Linked DNA regions of Mus musculus: region 1 is linked to region 2. Evidence: chromatin contacts called from public HiChIP or PLAC-seq data. All regions are on one chromosome and are shown on one strand. The core of a region is the stretch at or near the end of the contact, and the rest is flanking DNA. Distances in the headings are between cores, read along the strand shown. Region 1 holds the start of Ripply1 (ripply transcriptional repressor 1). Region 2 holds the start of Platr21 (pluripotency associated transcript 21).

Region 1 (2,974 bases), core at 385-2,884, 430 kb before region 2:
CAACAGTTGCAGCATCCTTCCCTCTAACTTTTTAATTTTTTTTCTGTGCATTCTGTACATTCCACATTTTTTCCTTATCAAATGGGATTATCCTAAGGGATATTTTCGAAACTTGCGATGTTTTTCACTCTTGAACACACTGGCTGTTTACGCATTCTTCCACCAGAACATTCTTCCACCAGGACAGTTTTAATATGAAGTCGTTTTCTTTCTTTTTTCTTTTTTTCCCTCTTTCTGGGAATAGGGGTTGAAGCCTGCTGTGTGTTTGCTCTACCACAGAGCCATATCTTTAGCTCTGTCCTTAACTTTTTTTTCTTTGCTGTACAGATCTGAATAAGGTCGGAAGTCATGCTGAGTGGCGATCAGTGGGGTCTCCATAAGAAACCCATGGACAAAATTCGTCACAGCATTTAGCATCCAGCTTTCACAAGCTTGTGCATTGATGACATGATTTTGACTATCTGCTTAGTATGTGATTACAAGATTGGCCACAATTAATAAATCTAATGGGTTTCCTATTATTGGACACTGAGGTTGTTTCTAATTTCTGACCATTACAAGCCAGGCTGTGATGAATATTTGAGACACTAAGTCTGGGCAGGTGCTGGCCACTGAGATCAGGAGAAATATTTTTGAAACCTCTAAGCATGAAGTGCTTGCCAGTTGTTGTAACTGGAAGCGTTTTGGCAAAGGCCCAAAAGCTGGCTAATGCCAAGGACTCTGCCTCAAACCTTTTGGCTCTCTAGGGTCACTAGTCATTACCCAGCTCTTTGTCACAGAGGGTTCAGGTTGGCAGGGCCTTGGGGACCCACTGAGCCAGCACCCTCGTCTCACGTGAGATGAGGCCTGGGATGGTCCTTTGGCCAGCCAGTGCTGGGCAGAACCCTTCTAGTCTCCAGCACCTGGGCTCCTAAACTAGAAACTGAGCTGTGGCATTTGGAATCTGCCCTGCAAACTCCCTGGGCCCGCTCTGCTCCCCACACCACACCACTCTCTGCGGAGGCGGTGGAGGGGCTTTAGGAACTTTTGCAAGTCAATTGAGCAGGGAGAGGGGTGGGGAGGGAATTGAAAAGATGACTTGAGGTTTGCCCAGCAGGAGACTGGACAGGCCCCACCCAGAACCCTTCTTTATCCTAAGCCACATGACATACTTCGTGGCAGTGACCCCGTATCAGGGACCACCTGGCAAATCTCCTTGGGATTTGAGCTGAAAGAGCTGGTGAGTCTGTCACTCTTCTTTTCTCACTGGGAACCAGCTTTGCTAAAGGCTCTTGTATTCAGCCTTCTGTCCCAGACAAGCCTGGCTGCCTTTGGGTACTAATGAGAGCCCCTCCTTCCCACCTTGGGTCCTGATCCTGCCTGGGGAATTCACACAAATGGTGTGAGATTTATCCCTTCTTTATTTTCCTTACTGACTTGGAGCTGTAGCAGACCCCTCACCTCCTCCCCAGACCCTGTTTACTCAACTGGGAGAGATTTCACACCCAAGAACACAGCTCTCTCTCCAAGATCCCCCTCCCTAGATCTTTACCAGCATCCCTCATCCCCCATCCTTGCATTGCCTGAATAATTGATGAGTCAAGGCAGGGCTTATAAAAGGGTCTCTAGGGGAAAAGCCAAAAGAGTGCTGAAGGTTCTGAGAACTGGAAGAGCTGTCTGGCTTGGTGTCCCAAGGATGGACCCCGCTGCCTCTCCTGCTGCTGCCCCTCCTGCTGCCCCTGCTGCTGCCCCAGCTGCTGACCCTGCTGCTGACCCTGCTGCTGCCCTCCCTGGCCAGGCCTTGGCCCAAGCCCCTGCCCTAGCACAAATCAATGGACAAGAAGGTGCTAGGAATGAACGGTAAGTGCAACTTAGCCTTTGACAGTCTGAACCCAGGCTTAGGGAGCTGCGGGCAGGAGAAGGTGTGACGCCCATGGTGGTGTCTGGTTCTCTTTGAAGGGGAGAGACAACAGAGAGCCTCAGCCCTTCTTCTATACCTTTGGCTGGAAATAGTTTGCCTCACGTATCATTCCAGGTGACGGGGAAGGGCGCTGAGAGAGAGAGAGAGAGAGAGAGAGAGAGAGAGAGAGAGAGAGAGAGAAAGAGAGAGAGAGAGAGAGAGAGAGAACATTGCCAAAGCTGGAAGCCAAGTAGCCTGAGCTTCATAGGGAGTCCATACAATTCACTGAGGGAACAGGAGAGGCTACTGTGGAAGCTAGGCTTAACGCAACCTGGACTATGGGACCCAGATGGTAGCAGGTAACATAGAGTGACAGGGCCAAAGTCTGAAGAGGCCTTTTGTTGGGGGGGGGGGTTGCTGCCTCTGTCCTGAGCATGCCACGTTTCCTTTTCCTTGTCTCTGAGAGTCTAGAGGAGAAGCAACAGGCCCAGGAGTATTCGAAACCATTTCTCTAATTAGGAAGATGGCAGGGTTCTGTTCTCAATTCTTTGATATCAGAAGCTGGCAGTAAGATAGATCCTCCCTATACAGCAGGCATTCTCTTCTTCCAAACATTTCATGTTCACATTCAATCAACATTTGCTCAAGCCACTCCTTGCACAAGGTAATGTACTAGGGCTTGGCTAGGGGCAAATGTGCCCATACATATCTTTCATCTTAGAAGGGCTCCATCAGACAATGACAAAGCAGTGGGGTAAGAGCAGCGATGACATTGTTGGAGCAGAGAGGAAGGGTATCTGTCCCAGACTTGGCTCAGTTGTCAGGGAACCAGAGGAGTCCTGGAGCACATGGCTTGTGAGTCAAACCTTCAGAGGAAGCCTGTGTTTACATCTTGTACCAATTTATCTCTTTGTCACAGGGCAGCTTATCTTTGGAGACCCTGGCTGTCCTCTATAAACGACCAGCCAAGGCAGGCGAGGAGTCTGGTGGACTGGGTGAGTTTGATGCCCTGTGACATGTTTGCACAGACACTTACAGCCATGTCCCTTCTCAGAAATCCCCTGACCCCAGTCCCAGGATGGACAATCTGGGAAG
Region 2 (2,728 bases), core at 223-2,722:
CAAATAGAGCTTTTCTCTCTTTAACTGCTTTCATCAGTGAAGTATGCATTTGGGGGTCCAGCTGTGGTTCCTTGTCTTCCATCCCCACCCCCCTCTCTCTCAGGGATGAAGTGGAGTCTGGAATGGGTGGGGTTCTGGAGGATCCCAGTCCAGCTGGGGAGTGAGTGTGGGAGAGGGGAGAAGGGAGTGGCGCGAGTGGAGAAAGAAAGCCTTCTGCCAAGGTTTTCAATGAAACAGCTCTCTTAAGACAGTCTTGTGTGCATACCTGTATCTGGGGCAGGCTTGTACGCATAGCCTTTATTTGGGGGTGGAACAGGGCTCTATATCGACTTTGGAGAGTGGAAAGGAGTTCACAGGGTAAATGAAACTCCTTGGCTGGAGTTTCAAGTTCTGTGAATTGTCTCATTTGCATGGAGAGGCATTTCAGGAATCTCAGGTACCTGCTGGGTGGGTTCTTATGGGGGAGGGGTTAGTTTGTAGGTCGGTTCCTTGGCAGCCGGCGGGAGAGGCTGTGTGGGGTTAGGCTCCCCAGACAAGGGACTCTCTGCTGCAAAAGGGAGTCCTCCATTTTATGAAAAGCTGGGAAGAGCCATCCAGTCATGGTATCTGCGAGGGAGTTTCCCCACGGTCAGGGCAAGTATTTTATAATAGCAAGAGGATACTGAACCAAGGCCTTCAAGTACTCACTTTAGAATATTTGTGTGTGTGTGATGCTTACATGTTTGTGTGTGTGTGTGTGTGTGTGTGTGTGTGTGTCCGCGCGCCGGCTTGTTCCCACCTGTGTGTGGAAGCCAGAGGAGAATGTTAGGTGTCCTGCCTTACCATCCTCTGTTCTATTTCTTGACAGACAGTCTCTCACTGAACCTTTGGTTTATGGATTTGGCCAAGCTAGCTGGCCAGCAATCTCTCAGATTCACTTGGCTTCAAGGTCCCAACACTGGGATTACAGGCATATATAACCATGCCTGGATTTTGCATGCATGACGGGGATCAAACTCAGGTCTTCACATTCGTACTGTAAGTCCTTTTACCCACTGAGCCATCTTCCCAGCCTCCTCACTTTGGAATTATTAAAAATAAAATTTTATGTTAAAAATAATGAAGAACATGTTCGTATAAGGCTCACCCAAAGTGAACATGAACCAATAACAAAATAGGTAGATGGACAAGGGTACAGCAGATTTTCACACAGTGCAGGCTCTTAGTGATCTCACAAGCTGCTCTTTGGAAGAAAACGGTACTCATAATAATCTTGGATATTTGGAGTGCATAAATCAGGGAACTCGGGAAAAAGCCAGCTCCCTCGCACTATCACTGAGTATGCACATATGACATTATCTTCGACATTTCCAGACTAGAAACCATTGATTAGTAAAATGCTAATTCACTGAAAACAGGTCTTTGCGAAGACAGCCCTGCCCCCTTAAGAATCTGAGATCGCTTTTACTGAATAAACATCATCCATTTCTGCAATGTGAGTAAGATGCTCTTTCTGCACCTTGTGCCACATATTCAGCCCTGGGAACAGATGTGCAAGAACAAGGCTTAGGTGGAATTGGCACTTCATACCATCAAGATAAGGCGATGTGGCTTTGAGCAGAGAACATAAACAGTGTGGCTCAGCTCAGAAGGTCACTGTGAGTAGGCTGCTTTTCTTAAATGAATCGGGTACCCCTGGAAGGAAGAGCCCACCACTCTGGAGAATTTGCTCCTTTTGACTTCATGTTATGCTCTTTAGGGAGTTGAATCAGTGCGTTTCTCTGAGGCTCCCACCTGGCTGCTTCCTCCCTGTTTACTTTTTAGAATGTGTATCCTTTAACACCGTATCCTGTCTGGTAACATGCATGCACCGAATCACTGTTTTCCAGCCTCTGGGGGAAAAAAAAAACATGTGTGGGAACATCCATTCTGCCCGATTGCTGCTGCTTCTACTTGCTTCAGCAGTGGGAGAGGTAAGAAGGGTGTATGTGCTTCTGACAGACTGGGCTGGGCTACATGTCTGCAGGAGGCCCCTGGAAGTTGATGCCTGAGATGCTGTCTGCTGCTTGAGACATTGCTATGTTCTGAGCATAGGGCATTTCCTGATGATTGGCAGCTCCCACGTTCAAGTAAAATCAAGGCTGCAAATGAGGCTGTGGTTCACGGGGTCTAGACAGGTGCTGACAGGATGTGGTTTCCATCTGAGAGCAGATTTCAACTCTTCTATTAGCCAGAGCCTTTTGAGGCCATTGAGCTAACAATGTAAAATATTTCACTCAATAACCTGACCGGCCACACTCCCCAGGTGCCTCCGCACCTGCAGAGTGAGTGGAGCAACCCAGAGACATCCAGTCTTTAGGCTTTTTGCTTCACCCATCCCTCCGCTTTCATATGTACAGGTTTTTAGTCCTTTCTCTGCTCCTTGTGAAGGTACCAAGCCAAAAGTTTGTGTGTAAAAGGAACATAACATGCAGATCTAGATACGTAGGGTACATTCTCAAGCCAGAGTTTTCTTCTCTACTTGTTATGCACTATAGGACAGGCACTTGGGCACACATTCTTTCGACCCTAGAAAAACCTCTGACTGCTCAATGTTTAATGAGCTGCTATTTGGTGGGAACTTAGAAGATGCTGGGAGTAGTACAGATGATGGAGGCAAGGTCTGTGAAGTTTCAGAGGGAAGTGTAAGAGTTCCTTAAATACTATCAGCTATGTCTGATGTTTTGAGCATTAAGAATCTGTGTTTCGG

What was found. HiChIP or PLAC-seq counts read pairs in DNA pulled down with a chosen protein or histone mark.
Region 1: an H3K27ac HiChIP or PLAC-seq map of embryonic stem cells shows a contact between it and region 2, with 2.6 times the contacts expected there. The contact joins the promoter of Ripply1 here to the promoter of Platr21 in region 2. A contact is called at or near these places in 4 of 39 promoter capture datasets (cranial neural crest, embryonic stem cells, hippocampal neurons and 1 more), 3 of 115 datasets of contacts at active chromatin or transcription factors (all in embryonic stem cells) and 1 of 9 other capture datasets (embryonic stem cells).

The regions. Positions count from the first base shown.
Region 1 is chrX:139,781,013-139,783,986 of GRCm38.p6, reverse strand. Ripply1 (ripply transcriptional repressor 1) reads left to right here and starts at 1,634. Exons shown (of 4, transcript NM_001037915.2): 1 at 1,634-1,839; 2 at 2,799-2,874. The coding sequence starts at 1,676.
Region 2 is chrX:139,355,514-139,358,241 of GRCm38.p6, reverse strand. Platr21 (pluripotency associated transcript 21) reads left to right here and starts at 1,472. Exons shown (of 20, transcript NR_045455.1): 1 at 1,472-1,637; 2 at 1,869-1,952.